Regions from separate parts of the Mus musculus genome. Here all the other regions are linked to region 3. Evidence: chromatin contacts called from public promoter capture Hi-C data. All regions are on one chromosome and are shown on one strand. The core of a region is the stretch at or near the end of the contact, and the rest is flanking DNA. Distances in the headings are between cores, read along the strand shown.

What was found. Promoter capture Hi-C pulls out the DNA fragments that hold promoters and counts their contacts. Capture Hi-C pulls out chosen DNA fragments and counts their contacts.
Region 1: a promoter capture Hi-C map of the HPC-7 cell line shows a contact between it and region 3. The contact joins the enhancer-like site here to the promoter of Pum2 in region 3. A contact is called at or near these places in 8 of 39 promoter capture datasets (the C10 cell line, the HPC-7 cell line, cranial neural crest and 5 more), 2 of 484 Hi-C or Micro-C datasets (CD4 T cells and muscle stem cells), 7 of 115 datasets of contacts at active chromatin or transcription factors (bone marrow-derived macrophages, effector CD8 T cells, epiblast stem cells and 4 more) and 2 of 9 other capture datasets (liver and pancreatic islet).
Region 2: a promoter capture Hi-C map of liver shows a contact between it and region 3. The contact joins the promoter of Wdr35 here to the promoter of Pum2 in region 3. A contact is called at or near these places in 11 of 39 promoter capture datasets (the C10 cell line, the HPC-7 cell line, cranial neural crest and 7 more), 1 of 15 datasets of contacts at CTCF or cohesin (the NIH/3T3 cell line), 4 of 484 Hi-C or Micro-C datasets (Th1 cells, bone marrow-derived macrophages, embryonic stem cells and 1 more), 9 of 115 datasets of contacts at active chromatin or transcription factors (bone marrow-derived macrophages, embryonic basal ganglia, embryonic hindbrain and 6 more) and 3 of 9 other capture datasets (adipose tissue, liver and pancreatic islet).
Region 4: a contact with region 3 is called in a promoter capture Hi-C map of pre-B cells. The contact joins the promoter of Matn3 here to the promoter of Pum2 in region 3. A contact is called at or near these places in 9 of 39 promoter capture datasets (the C10 cell line, cranial neural crest, frontonasal cranial neural crest and 5 more), 6 of 115 datasets of contacts at active chromatin or transcription factors (the 230-238 cell line, astrocytes, embryonic forebrain and 3 more) and 2 of 9 other capture datasets (adipose tissue and pancreatic islet).

What each region holds. Positions count from the first base shown.
Region 1 is chr12:8,343,732-8,346,726 of GRCm38.p6, reverse strand. Hs1bp3 (HCLS1 binding protein 3) reads right to left here. Exons shown (of 7, transcript NM_021429.3): 7 at 2,903-2,995. Among named protein-coding and RNA genes, the nearest start is that of Gm33134, 19 kb to the left of the region's middle. Within about 2 kb of position 1,641, at least 142 of the 459 cell types and tissues checked have an H3K27ac peak or open chromatin away from gene starts, as enhancers often do. A contact at or near this core is called in the HPC-7 cell line, bone marrow-derived macrophages, effector CD8 T cells and 5 more, where this site is marked.
Region 2 is chr12:8,972,039-8,975,328 of GRCm38.p6, reverse strand. It overlaps Wdr35 (WD repeat domain 35), which reads right to left and starts at 1,328. Exons shown (of 27, transcript NM_001159527.1): 1 at 1,150-1,328; 2 at 278-395. The coding sequence starts at 1,173.
Region 3 is chr12:8,672,420-8,675,542 of GRCm38.p6, reverse strand. Pum2 (pumilio RNA-binding family member 2) reads right to left here and starts at 1,284. Exons shown (of 21, transcript NM_001160220.1): 1 at 1,063-1,284.
Region 4 is chr12:8,946,434-8,949,566 of GRCm38.p6, reverse strand. Matn3 (matrilin 3) reads right to left here and starts at 1,638. Exons shown (of 8, transcript NM_010770.4): 1 at 1,316-1,638. The coding sequence starts at 1,523.

The sequences.
Region 1 (2,995 bases), core at 392-2,891, 330 kb after region 3:
GGCAGAGAAGCATCAGGCCTCTGAACGTGATCAGCAGAGGGAAAACCCACTCACGGAACCCAAGTGGAGCGCATGATCTCCGTGTCAGTGGCTGAAGCTTTATTCTCAGCCTGACCTGAGGAGTACAATCTCTAGCCCCTCACAGTGGCCAGAGCCATGGAAACAAGAGCCAGGAGTCAGCAAGCAGAGCGGGCCCCGAGGTCTGCACATCATGGTTATTCACTGCACAACACCCAGCACCTATAACAGCCAGTGCTTCGGAGAGGCTCACTGAGCGGAAGCCACAGGCCTCGATGACTCCACCTGGCCACTGCCACTTAGTAGGCAGCTCCTTGGGTAAGAGTCCCTCTACGACCAGCTCCCTAAGCTTCTTCAAGCACAGCTACAACTCAGCCAAAGTACATCCTATTTCAGGAATTGAGAGAGTCAGTCTTTTTGTTTGTTTGTTTTTTGAGACAGGGTTTCTCTGTGTAGCCCTGGCTGTCCTGGAACTCACTCTGTAGACCAGGCTGGCCTCGAACTCAGAAATCCGCCTGCCTCTGCCTTCTAAGTGCTGGGATTAAAGGGGTGTGCCACCACCGCCTGGCTGAGTTAATATTTTAAAAAAAGATTTATTTATTTTATTTATATGAGTACACTGTAGCTGTCTTCAGATACACCAGAAAAAGGCATCAGATCTCATTACAAATGGTTGTGAGCCACCATGTGGTTTTCTGGGAATCGAACTCAGGACCTTCAGAAGAACAGTTAAGTGCTCTTAACTACTGAGCCATCTCCCCAGCCCCTGCGATAATCTTTTCAAAACATATTCGATTGCGAGCATTTCATAGGACACCTGTGCACAGGTGTGAACAGGTTCCTACAGCAGTGGGAAGAGGACGTCACGATCCCTTCGATCTGCAGTTACAGGTGGCTGTGAGAAACCCAACCTGTCATGGGTTGTAGGTCCCAGACTTTGATCCTTTAGGAGAGCAGCAAGCTTCCATGATCCCAACCTGACCACCTCTCACTAAAGTGCTGAGAGTCACATGAGGACTGCTAGCTGTTTGTGTCACTTCTCTACCAGTCCCTGGCCACCTTTCTCCTGACTCCTTAGGGTATAGAGTTGGGTAATGATTGCTCAAAACAACAGTCTGCAGTCCATGGGGGCATCTAAGACTAGAACTGAGGGCTCAGCTACTCCAAGGCACTTTGCACATCATGCCTGCTCTGGGCTGTCCTCAGCCTATGGAGAGGTAGCTGAACTGGGAAGTACCTGGCATCCAGGCAGGAGATACACTGGTGGCTTTGTGGTCCTCTTCTGGGGATGCGTATAGCCCGGGTGGTGAGCGAGCTCGAAAGCTAAGCACACACAGCCTTTCACATCAGCCTGGCTCTGGATGGCAGTCTGTAGACACCAAGCCTAGTGATAGCTAGGAACAAAGAGCAGCAGGACTTGGCTGTGATTAGCCTCTGCAGCAAGGACTCTAGTTTCAGAGCCGATCCTTGAGCACATGGGCATGACCAGAGATGCAGAAATGGCCCCTCTATGCAGCAGAGCACAGGATGCCAGCCCGGCCAGAATTAGCCCCAGAACTGGGACTTTGCAGAACTGTCTCAAGTTCACAATGTTCTAAGAACAACACTGGGAGGAAGGGAGCAGCGGATGCAGCCGCTGGCAACACTTCCTGCCCACGGGGCCCATAATAGCCCCAAAGAAGCACACACTGCTGCCCAGCCGTCACTTTCTCTTGCTTGGAGATACTGGAGCTGCGGGCTCCCGAAGAGTCAGTCCTCAGAACAGAACAGCCGTTAGTTCACCCTCAAGAACACAGACTCCAACTCAGTCCTAAGAATTCAAACCTAAGTACTGGGAAGAGAGGCTGAGGGGTGGCTCAGACTGCACACATCTGAGAATCCCTAAGAAGCTGTTTGCTCTGTGGTGGGTGGCAGCCTGCAGAGCTGTATGCTGAAGAACCCGACATGCAGCAGTGCCGTGCTGGGCTGCTGGGGTGCAAGGCTAGGCCTGTGTATTATATCCATCAGGTGGGGCATGTCTGAAATCATGGTACTTCCAGTTCCATGTGGAGAACCCAAGATGAGAATCTGGAGGGAAGGGGTCCTCATTCCACACGGGGCTTGGCTGAGTGATTACTAGCCAGAGACTCCTTCTGGGCCCTCTGCCTCAGTTTACACAGTGGGAAAAACTAGATCTCCTAGATCCCTTCCTTCCTTCCTTTCTCCTAGTTCCAGCTAAGAGACAGTCTGGAGGGCTGGGCCAGAGTTAGCAGACATAGAATACCTACCCTGGTTACAAAGGACTATTCCAGCCCCCCACCAGAGAGAGAGAGAGAGAGAGAGAGAGAGAGACAGAGACAGAGACAGAGACAGAGACACAGAGAGAGACAGACAGAGAGACACAGAGACAGAGACAAAAGAGAGACAAGGCAATAGAGAGGGGGAGACAGAAACGGAGATAGACACACATAGAGAGAGACACACAGAAACAAAGAGACAGAAACACAGAGAGTCAGAGGCATAGAGTACCTTCCCTGGTTACAAGGGACTATCCCAGCCTCCATCACAAAGAGAGAAAGGAAGAGACAGACAGAAAGACAGAGATAGAGAGGTGGGGATAGAAATAGACAGAGACATGGAAACAGACAGACAGACAGACAGACAGACAGACACACACACACACACAGAGAGAGAGAGAGAGAGAGAGAGAGAGAGAGAGAGAGAGAGAGAGAAACACACAGAGTCAGAGACATAAGAGTACCTTCCCTGGCTACAAAGGACAATCCCCTCAACACACACACACACACACACACACACACACACAACACCACCACCACCACCACCACCACCACCACCACCACCACTTCTCCTCTCAGCCCAGGCATGGAAAAGAACAACACTGAAATTCTGGCTTTATCACACACAGACTTTACTGGATAACTGGGAGACAGACTGGCTGTAGGTCACAGACCAGTGATCAAAAGAAGTCATGATTGGA
Region 2 (3,290 bases), core at 79-2,578, 300 kb before region 3:
TGAAGAGAACCAGTGGTCAGTTCTCGGCACCTACAAACCATCTGTAACTAGTTACAAAGGAAAAGATCCCATGCCCTCTTCTGGCCCCCACAGGCACTACATGCATGTGACACCATAAAATACGTTCAGGCAAAACACCCATACCATAAGAATAAACCCCTTTAAAAAAATTAAAACTTCATAATGACAAATACCATAAGTAGGTCTCACTAGCCACTAGCCACTAGCCACTGCTTTCTACCAGTTTCACACATCTGTACTGGTGATGATCACTTACCTGTCTGTGTCTCGAGTCTTAAAACTTTCAGTAATCCATCCTCACCGCCACATGCTATGAACCCTTGGTCCTTGTTCCAGGATATACATTTCAGCTTCACATTATTGGGAACAGCAATCTGTAAACACGAATCACAGTGATGCTAGCTTTTCACGAAGGAGTTGGAGGATCTCCATCCAGGAGATATAGACAGGCAAACATCTTCCAAGAAGAAACCTGCCCGAACTTGTCGTAGCCCATGTTACCAATCCCAGCACTGAGGCAGAAGGGTGGAAAGTTGGAAGCTGGCCTGGGCTACACAGCAATATCCTGTCTCAAAAAAGAGCATGAAAAAGGGAGAGAGAAACAATAACGCCCTGCAGCAAAATGAACTATTATGAAAATGGCTGTGGTCTTCTTAAATGTTCTGAGCCCTAGCATTCTGTAAAGAAGTGCACATAAAGGAAGGTGATTGCCAAGGAAGCGGGCGGGAACGGGGTGGGGGTGTCTGAACTGAGGCGGGAACTGAGACATAAATTCGTATCGCTGCTGCTCTTACTTCCTTTCCCACACCACACTTATATTTCTCTCTTAGGGCAGACTGTCATAATCTACCTTCTGGATCAACAAGTAGCAGAGGAAAGACCACCAGCGCTTGGTGATCACTTTTTATCACTGAAAAGAAACTTGGCATGACTGGAATGTGGAAGAATCCTGAGAAAGAGCTGCTGGCTCTGCCAAGGACTACCGGAGCACAGAGACCTGTGAGAGGAGATAGGTGACAGGAAGATGGAGAAGCTGCCTGGCAGCCGCCTGCAGTCCCGGGAGAATGCGGGCACCGGCGGGCTACAGGAATGGAGGCGGCGCGACGGCGGTCCCCAGGAGAAACTCACTTTCTTGCTCAGGTAGAAGAACATCGTGGGAACTCGGAGAAGACGACCCACAGCGGTCAAGGCACGCTAATATATAACGGGTTCTACACCTCCATTTGCGAGCACTGGTGGATCGGAGAAGCTCCCGTCGCCTGGCAACCACCGCCGCCCAGTCGCATCCGGGGCGCTTAGAGAACTTCCGGCGTGGCCTCCCGCCCCGTGTTGGTCGTCGTGCGCCTGCGCGGGCGATGGGGCGGCTGTGTAATTGGTGTGGGGTGAAGTTGATCAGTTCTTCAATGCCTTGGCTTCGAGCCTTTCTGCTCTCAGTTTAGCGATCTGCCATGCGTATCTCTCCCAGCGCCGTCCCTTCATCCCCGCCGCTGTGTTACAACATCACGCTAATAGTCGTGCGTCAGGAGTCAGTATAAGCTAAAGGGAGCCCCTTCCAAAAAAGGTCTCAGGAGTTCTGTGTTTTCTCTCTAACCGCTCCACCCGACCCCGACCAATATTCTTGAAAAGAACGTCAGTTGTTGCATTTGGTAGGCTGGCACCATCGGACAAATAAAAAATGGCAGTGCAGATGTGCATTTTGAGGACTGCCTTCTTTGAGAGAACTACAGAGCCCTCTGAAGCAATTTAGGAGTGGGCACTATTATTTTGCGTTGGATTAGGGTTCTTATGGCTGCGACAAAACACCATGACCAAAAAGCAAGGTGAGGAGCTTGAAAGGGTTTAGTTGGCTTACACGTCCATACTGCTGTTCATAATCTAAGAAAGTCAGCAGGAACTCAAACAGGGCAGTAGAAACCTGGAGGCAGGAACAGATGCAAAGGCCATAGAGAGTTTTCTTATAGAACCCAGAACCACCAGCCCAGGGATGGCCCTCCCCAATCAATAACTAGTTTTTTAAAATGCCGTACAGCATTTCAGATAACTCTAGTTTGTGCATCAAGCTGACATAGGACTAGCCAACACAGAATCCTTAAAACACCTTAAAAATTATGTCAAGGGTCCTTGTAATGGGAGTAATATGACCTTTGGGTCATTAAAGCTACAACTACATTGTGGCGTACCCTCCCGTTTCAAAATATGTGAGGTGTTAGAGCTTTTCTATCCAGAGAGTGATTTTTCTATATTTCTCTTAACTTTTTGTACATCTTCCCTCGTGTGTGCATGTATGTGGAAGCACATGTGCAGACCAGAGACCTACATCATGTACCTTCTTCAATAACTTGCCATCTCATTTTCTGAGGCAGGATATCTCCGTAACCTTGGAACTTACAGTGTGGGCGAGACTGCCCCGCCAATGACCTCCAGCATCGCTTGATCCCCTCTCAACACGGGGGTTACAGGTGCAGCACAGCTAACCAGGCTTCTAGGAGTGCTGGGGATCCAAACACTTGTCCTCATGTTTGCAGCAAGCACTTCACCCACTGAGCCATTTTCCCATGTCCCCATTGTCCTTTGGGGTATCCTGATGTTAACAAAGTTCCCAAATCTAGACATTCAGGTGGATCCAGTCCTGTGGAGGTATTTGGTCTCACCCATTTTTGTGTTATTTTTGGTTTTCCTTTTTAACATAATCTGCAACTATCAATATTGGCTCATATATCCTAGTGTGCACTTCATACAGAAGTGTTAAGTTCCCCACTTGAGTCTTCCCTACCACAAGCACACAACCTTTGAACCCTTTGACTTCAGGCAATTGTCTCACCACATCTAGAAGTTAAGGGTCCAAGTGTTTTTTATTTCAGTGTGGATGTTCCTCAAAATCAAACAACAACTAAAACCTAAAGATAGATCTACCATATTATCCAACCATGTCACTATCAGGTACATACCCAAAGAATCGGAAGCAACATAAAATAGAGATGCCTGTACCCCTGTGTTTAACACCACACCATTTACAATAGCCAAGTGGCACAGTCCATTCATAAATTTAAAAAGTGGCATGTGGGGCTGGAGAGAGAATGTTCAGTGGTTATGAGCACTGACTGTTCTTCCAGAGGTGAGGGTTCAATACCCAGCAACCACATGGCACCTCACAACTGTCTGTAACTACAATTCCAGACATACATGTAGGTTGTGTGAGGACCTGACACCCTCACCACACAAACATACATGCAGGCAAAACACCAATGCAATACAAATAAATAAAGTTT
Region 3 (3,123 bases), core at 35-2,534:
CCCTAAACCATCCTCCATTCACCCGGTCACATGGTTAGGAGTCACGAATCTAAGCGGTGAACAAGCTTCAAACACGCCAAGGTAACTCCTTAAAACTGCTTTCGTGACACACTGTATCGTTTCCAGGCACTGCACCCTGCTAAGCATTTAAAAACATTTCTCCTGAAATCATCACAGAAAACCCCTTCCTCCAGATTTCTTTAAATCTGAAAAAAACTATCATAGCATGTCTTCTTTTGTACATAAAACGTCTGAATTCCATTCCCTTCCCCAAAAGTTCAGCTGTTACAGAATAAAAGGCTACGAGGAAAAAGAAGGGTTTCTAAAGCCGTATTCTTGGAAGAAGCACTAACTTTACACGTGTTCGGCCATAAACTCCGCACAGTTTATTTCCCCTCAAATTTGACCGTATTCACAAGCAAAACTAAGGTTCGAATATCTGAAGTCGCTGTTTTGGTCTTCGGCTTTCAAGTTCCTCGTTCTTCGGGTACCGAAGAGATGTTCCCCTAACAAAAAGCACCACGTTCCTTTCTAAGGCACCTGAACAGGTCGAACCCCAGTCCCGATTTTCTTTCACATTCACATCCGTTTGCCAAGGTTTTCCTGGACACTCGCAGGCCAGAGGACCACCCCGCACCCCAACCTAGCGACCCCCGCCCACCCACCCTCGCTCTCATAAACCCACTCCTTCCGCTTCACCCACTTCCACCTCGCACGTTTCTCTGGATTCACCGTGCTTCTTCCAGACTGTGGGCACCGAGGGGCTGGAGGCCGCCTGGCACCCACACGGATCTGGTCACTAAGGCCGGCAAAGGGCGCGGGGCGCGGGAAGGAAGCGGGAAAGCGGCGAGTGCGCCCCCTCCCCCGCCGGCGCACACCCCCTTCCGGCTCCCCTCCCCCGGCATTGTGCGAGCGGGGCCCAGGCCGCGGCCCGCCGCGATCCCCGCCCAGGCCCGACCCGTTCCCGCCCGAGGCCTGCTCCCGCGGAGGCCGCCACACAAAGCCCAGAGCCGGCCCCCGCGGCGCCCACGGACCCGACGAAGCGAGCGCGGGCTGACTTACAGGGCTGCTGCGGCCGCGCTGCCTCAGCCGGGGGACACCGACCGTTGGGCACCGGCGGCGACGCTCTCGGCCGTCCGTCCTCCCCCTCCGCCTCCGGTGGCGGCGACGTCTTCTTTCTCCTCCTCCTACCTCCCTCCCCCCCACCCCACCTCCTTCTTCTCCTCCCCCTCCTCCTCCGAACCACCGAAGTACCGAGGGTGAGGCACAGAGACTCACAACAACATGGCTGCCGCCGCCGCCTCCCCTCCCCTCCCTCCCCCGCCCACCGGCCGCGCGCAAAGCACTGCGGGAGAAAGGGGGGAGCACTCACCCAGCCGCGACGCCTCGCAGTGAAGTGCGTACTTCTCCCGCGCGCCGGGCGCAGGGGGCCGGCCGGGGCTCCGCGCGTGCGCACTGGCGCGGCGCTCTCCTCGCGGGTGAGGCCGCCATCGGGCGTGCACTTCCCGGCCTTTACCTTCTGGGATCAGGGCTGGCCTGCACGCCGGACCTCTGGCGCTCTGCTCCCGGGGCTGGTCACGCGCCTCGTGTGGTGCTGCAAACCCCCGACTTTCTGTGTGAGACTGAATTTATTCATCCACCGCTTCCTCCCGGATATCTCATTGTTCTCCCTAAACTGCCTGTGTGTAAGCACTGCTGCCCATGCACCCCAAAATTGAAGTCTCTTTCCCCCTACTTCCGGTATGCTGGCACCTACAGGAGTTGTAGACCTTAATACAGCCCTACCGCTCAACGTTTATCTCCCCTTTTCCACTCAAATGTTGGAGGTTTAGGGATAAAAAAAAAATGCACCTTGTTATCGTCTACAGTAGGCAAGTGTTACTGACTTCCTGCAATTGATGAGCCAGGGGTACTGGGTAAGCACAAAAGAAACTACCTTGGCTATGTATCAGACTGAATGTTTTCTTATTACCAGTTACAGAATTGTCTTGCCCTTCCTTGAAATCTGCAGGGAACAACAATGGCTCCAAAGATTTGGTCGCAGTCGTTGGGACCACTTTCTATCACACCTCTCTTGGAGAGTTTAGGCCCTCATGGGACAACTTCCTAATTAATGGCTTACCTCCTGGTTTTGACAATCCAGGGCCTTTTAATTAACTCAGTGTCTTCCCTAGGCATCTGTGAGCTCTACCAGGCTAAGGACTGTATGTGCTTTGTTCATGTGATGTATCCTAGTGCCTGTTAAACACAGCTCTTTGGGTTTTCATCATTATAAAGACAGACTGATTTAAAATTTATCTTGCCGGGCGTGGTGGCGCACGCCTTTAATCCCAGCACTTGGGAGTCAGAGGCAGTCGGATTTCTGAGTTCAAGGCCAGCCTGGTCTACAAAGTGAGTTCCAGGACAGCCAGGGCTATACAGAGAAACCCTGTCTCAAAAAACCAAAACCAAAATAAATAAATAAATAAATAAATAAAAATCTTACTGTTGTATCGCTTTGACAGAATACTAAATCAGGTCATTAATAAAGAAAATAAATTTACTTCCCAAGCGTCTGAAGACTAGGAAGTCCAATGCTAAAAGTAGTGGAAAGATCCTTGGGGCTGTGTAATCAATCCCATGATAAAACTCAAAAGGACAAAAGACCAGGAGGGGAGGGCTTGAGCTTGCTTTTATAATAATCTACTCAAAATAACATATACTCCCTAGATAGTGATACTAATTTATGCAGGAGAGCCCTTTGACTTAATCCCACCTCTTTTTAAATATCAATATGCATGTTTGTGTGTGTACAGGTGCACATGTGTGTGCATGGCACGTGGAGGGATGAGGTTGACACTCTCACTGAGATTTTACTGGGCTGGCCGGCCAGTGAGTCCCAGGAATCCTTTTGTCTCTGTCTGCCAGGCATTGTGATTACCTATAGTTGCCACAATTCCCTGTTTTATAAACAGGTTCTGGAACTCAAACCATCTTTGTGCTTGCTCAGTAAACATTATTACCGAATGAGCCATCTCCCCCCAGATCCTCAATCCCCCTGTTATTAGGCTACCACTTCCCAACATTGCAACATTGTTGTACTGGGTTTTTAAATTCCAACCCATAAACATGTAGAGATAGATG
Region 4 (3,133 bases), core at 389-2,888, 270 kb before region 3:
CTACTCCCTCTGCAAAGGTACACAGTGTTCTTTAATCGCAGTCTCAAGATCGACAGTTTGATTCTCAAGAAAAGAGAACTTGGGCTTGTGGGCACAACTCTGATGGTTAACTTAACTTGCATGGGTTCCACTTGTGCCCATCTAGGTGCCAATGCTCTTGTCATTTTCAATCTGGGATTTCAAATCAGTTTTGATGGAGTTTCCTGAGCTGGTCCTCCACATATCCAGCAAATCACAGGAGGAGACAGACCATGCAAAACAGCCAAACACCACGGCTGGCCAGATGAGCCTGAACGCCTAAAACATGGTTTGCTATAGCCTCTTTCAAGTGAAGACCAGACAGACTAGAGCTGGATCTTTGGGTAAGAAAGAGGCAATCTTCTGTAAGTGGTGCAGAAACTTTGGCAAGCTGTACAGTGGACGGAGCCCCTGCTTGACTTTTGGGGTTTTGATTTTCACTCAGGGGATCTGATGTTGATTTTGGTTTTGGCTTTTTTTTTTTTCACTATGTTAATCCTTGAGGTCCCTGTATGTCTTGTGAGGGGTCATGACAGGTGTTTATCAGCTTCTCTGGGCTCTGTAGATTTGTTCTGCTCAGAGCAATGTTAGTGGCTGGGGGTAGGGGGGAGTGGAGTTGTTCGTCAAAGACCAGACCTGTCTGGTTCTTTGGGGACTGACAGAGTATAGTTTGGAGTGTGGGGCCCAGTCGGTATGAGCAGAATCCCAGGGCTGGGGCAGAACAGAGTAGGGTTCTAGAACAAGATCCTCCCTGGACACCTAAATGGCAGCTTGGTTTGCCATCCTACTCTCACTTCCTACACCTCCGCTAAGTCGTGCCTTTTTCCATATTCTGAGTCTCCTCTAAATCCTTTCTTCTTAGGAAAAAAGGCACACAGTGAATGCAAAATAGACGAAGATTTCCAGGTAACAGCAAACAGAGTGTCAGGAAAAGTTTGCTCTCCCTAGCCAAAAGACCAAGGCCAGATAGAGCTGGGAGCCCCCATTCCCTGGCTGGCGCTCCTACAGGTGCACGTTGCCCCCTTCCCAAATCACAAGGAAATTCAGGATACCAGATGCTATATGCGCATGACCTTACATTCTAGCCCTACCCGCTCCCCTGCGTTGTCAGACCCTCAGTTTCTGAGCAGGACTGCAGGGGGAAAGGATGCAGCACCCTGCCTGCCTGAGGCTGGGATAAAGGCACGTAGATGTAGCATGCTACGTTCCTGGGTCCCGGCCCCTCTTCCCTCCTCCCAGCTATGGCTGTGGCACCCTCTCTGGAGAATAAGTTTACCACCCACCCACCCCACTGTACCTGCGCCGCGGCCCCCGGAATATGGCGCGCGGGTGGAAGTAGCCAGAGCAGAGAGATGCCCAGGGCTGCCTCCGGGGACTCGTGTCCCCAGCCGGCGGACGCTCGCGCGGGCCAAACGTCCAGGAGCAGCCAGGGAAGGCAGGAGCAACAGCGGCCAGAGCAGCAGCAGAAGCCCCGGGAGGTGGCGTAAGGGGGCTGAGAGCAACATGATGGGCTTGACGACCTGCCGGGGTCTGTGAGCCGCGAGGTAACTGGGGTACACAGGGTCAGAGGTCTCAGCCATAGGGCCTCACATTGGCAACCAATTTAAAGGTCCCGCTTCTGAGGCTCCGCCCCGCCCCGCCCACTAGAAGGCCTTGCCACGAGAGCCCGGGAACCGCCAAAGGCCAACAAGAAGCCCTGTCTGTGCATTCCAGTGGCAGGAGCGGAATGTCTGGGACTAGGCGGCCAGCGGCACAGTGGTCACTGCCCGCCTAGTCCGGTGGGCTCGGCTGGGTGCCTCCTGGCCGATTGCCTCCTTGTAAAACCAGGCTAGGATTGGGGGACTCCTGCTCTATCCCGGCCAGATCTGTGCCCCCAGATTCTGTTTGACAAACTTCAAGTTCTGTACCCACTGCAGAACAAGAGCCTCACACAACGCACCTTTCACCGGCCAAGAAAACTTGCTGTGATTTTTTTTTTTTTTTAAGGATAGGCCTCACAAATTCTAGCATCGTGAATGGGATGCTTTTAGCCCCGTTTTAAATATTCATAAACATTTAAACTTATACTACCAGGAATAGTAAATCAAACATATACTTCCCCAAAGAGCCTCCGGTTTGCTGGAAGAACACCCACTTCCTCTCCGGAAGAATAACCAGCACAGGGCTGGAAACTGCTCGGGAGACCTTCAACTCACTGTGTGAGAGAAGATGCACAGATAGTATACTGTTAGGGGAACGTGATGGGTTATAAAAGTGGCCTGTGTGCGTAGGAAGGGCTTCTAACAGGGGAGGAGAGCTGAGCTGGATTTTCAACCACTGCAATGAGCATGAATGAGTCTCAACAGAGCCGATCCAGTCTTTTCTGCCACGACTGTTGCCTTTCTACCATCCAGCGCGTGGTAACCTGACAGTCATGTCTCCTACAAATTATACAACAGCTAAGAGGTAGAGGTAACCTGGTGTCCTCTGGGTGAGTGGATACACAGAAGATAGTATCTGCATGTCTTAGGGTTACTATGGCTGCGATGAAACACCATGACCAAAGTAGTGTTGAGAGGAAAGGGTTTATTTGGCTTGCATTTCCACATTGCTGTTCAGCATTAAAGAAAGTCAGGACAGAAACTCAAGGCAGGAACCTGAAGACACGCGCTGATGCAGAAACCACAGAGGAGTGCTGCTTGTTGGCTTGCTTAGGCTGCTCTCTTATAGAACCCAGGACCACCAGTTCAGGAGTTGCTCCACTCACAATGGGTTGGTCCCTCTCACATCGCTCACTAATTAAGAAAGTGTCCTACAAGCTTGCCTACAGCTCGATCTTACAGAGGCGTTTTCTCAGTCAATATTCTCTCCTCCGATGACTCCAGCTTATGCCAAGTTGACAAAACTAACCATCACACTGCATGTATGAATACTAAGCAGCCTTCGAGATAAAGTTCGAGGGCATGTTGCAAGGTGAAATAAGCCAGCCACAGGAGACATGTTTAGAATGATACCGTTTGTAAGGAGTATCTAAAGTAGTCAGTTTGCATTGAAACAGTGGAAAGCTGGCTCCTGGGAAACTGGGAAGGAAGGCAGTTGGAGTTGATTGGTGGCTGTAAGCTTTCAATTCTGCAAA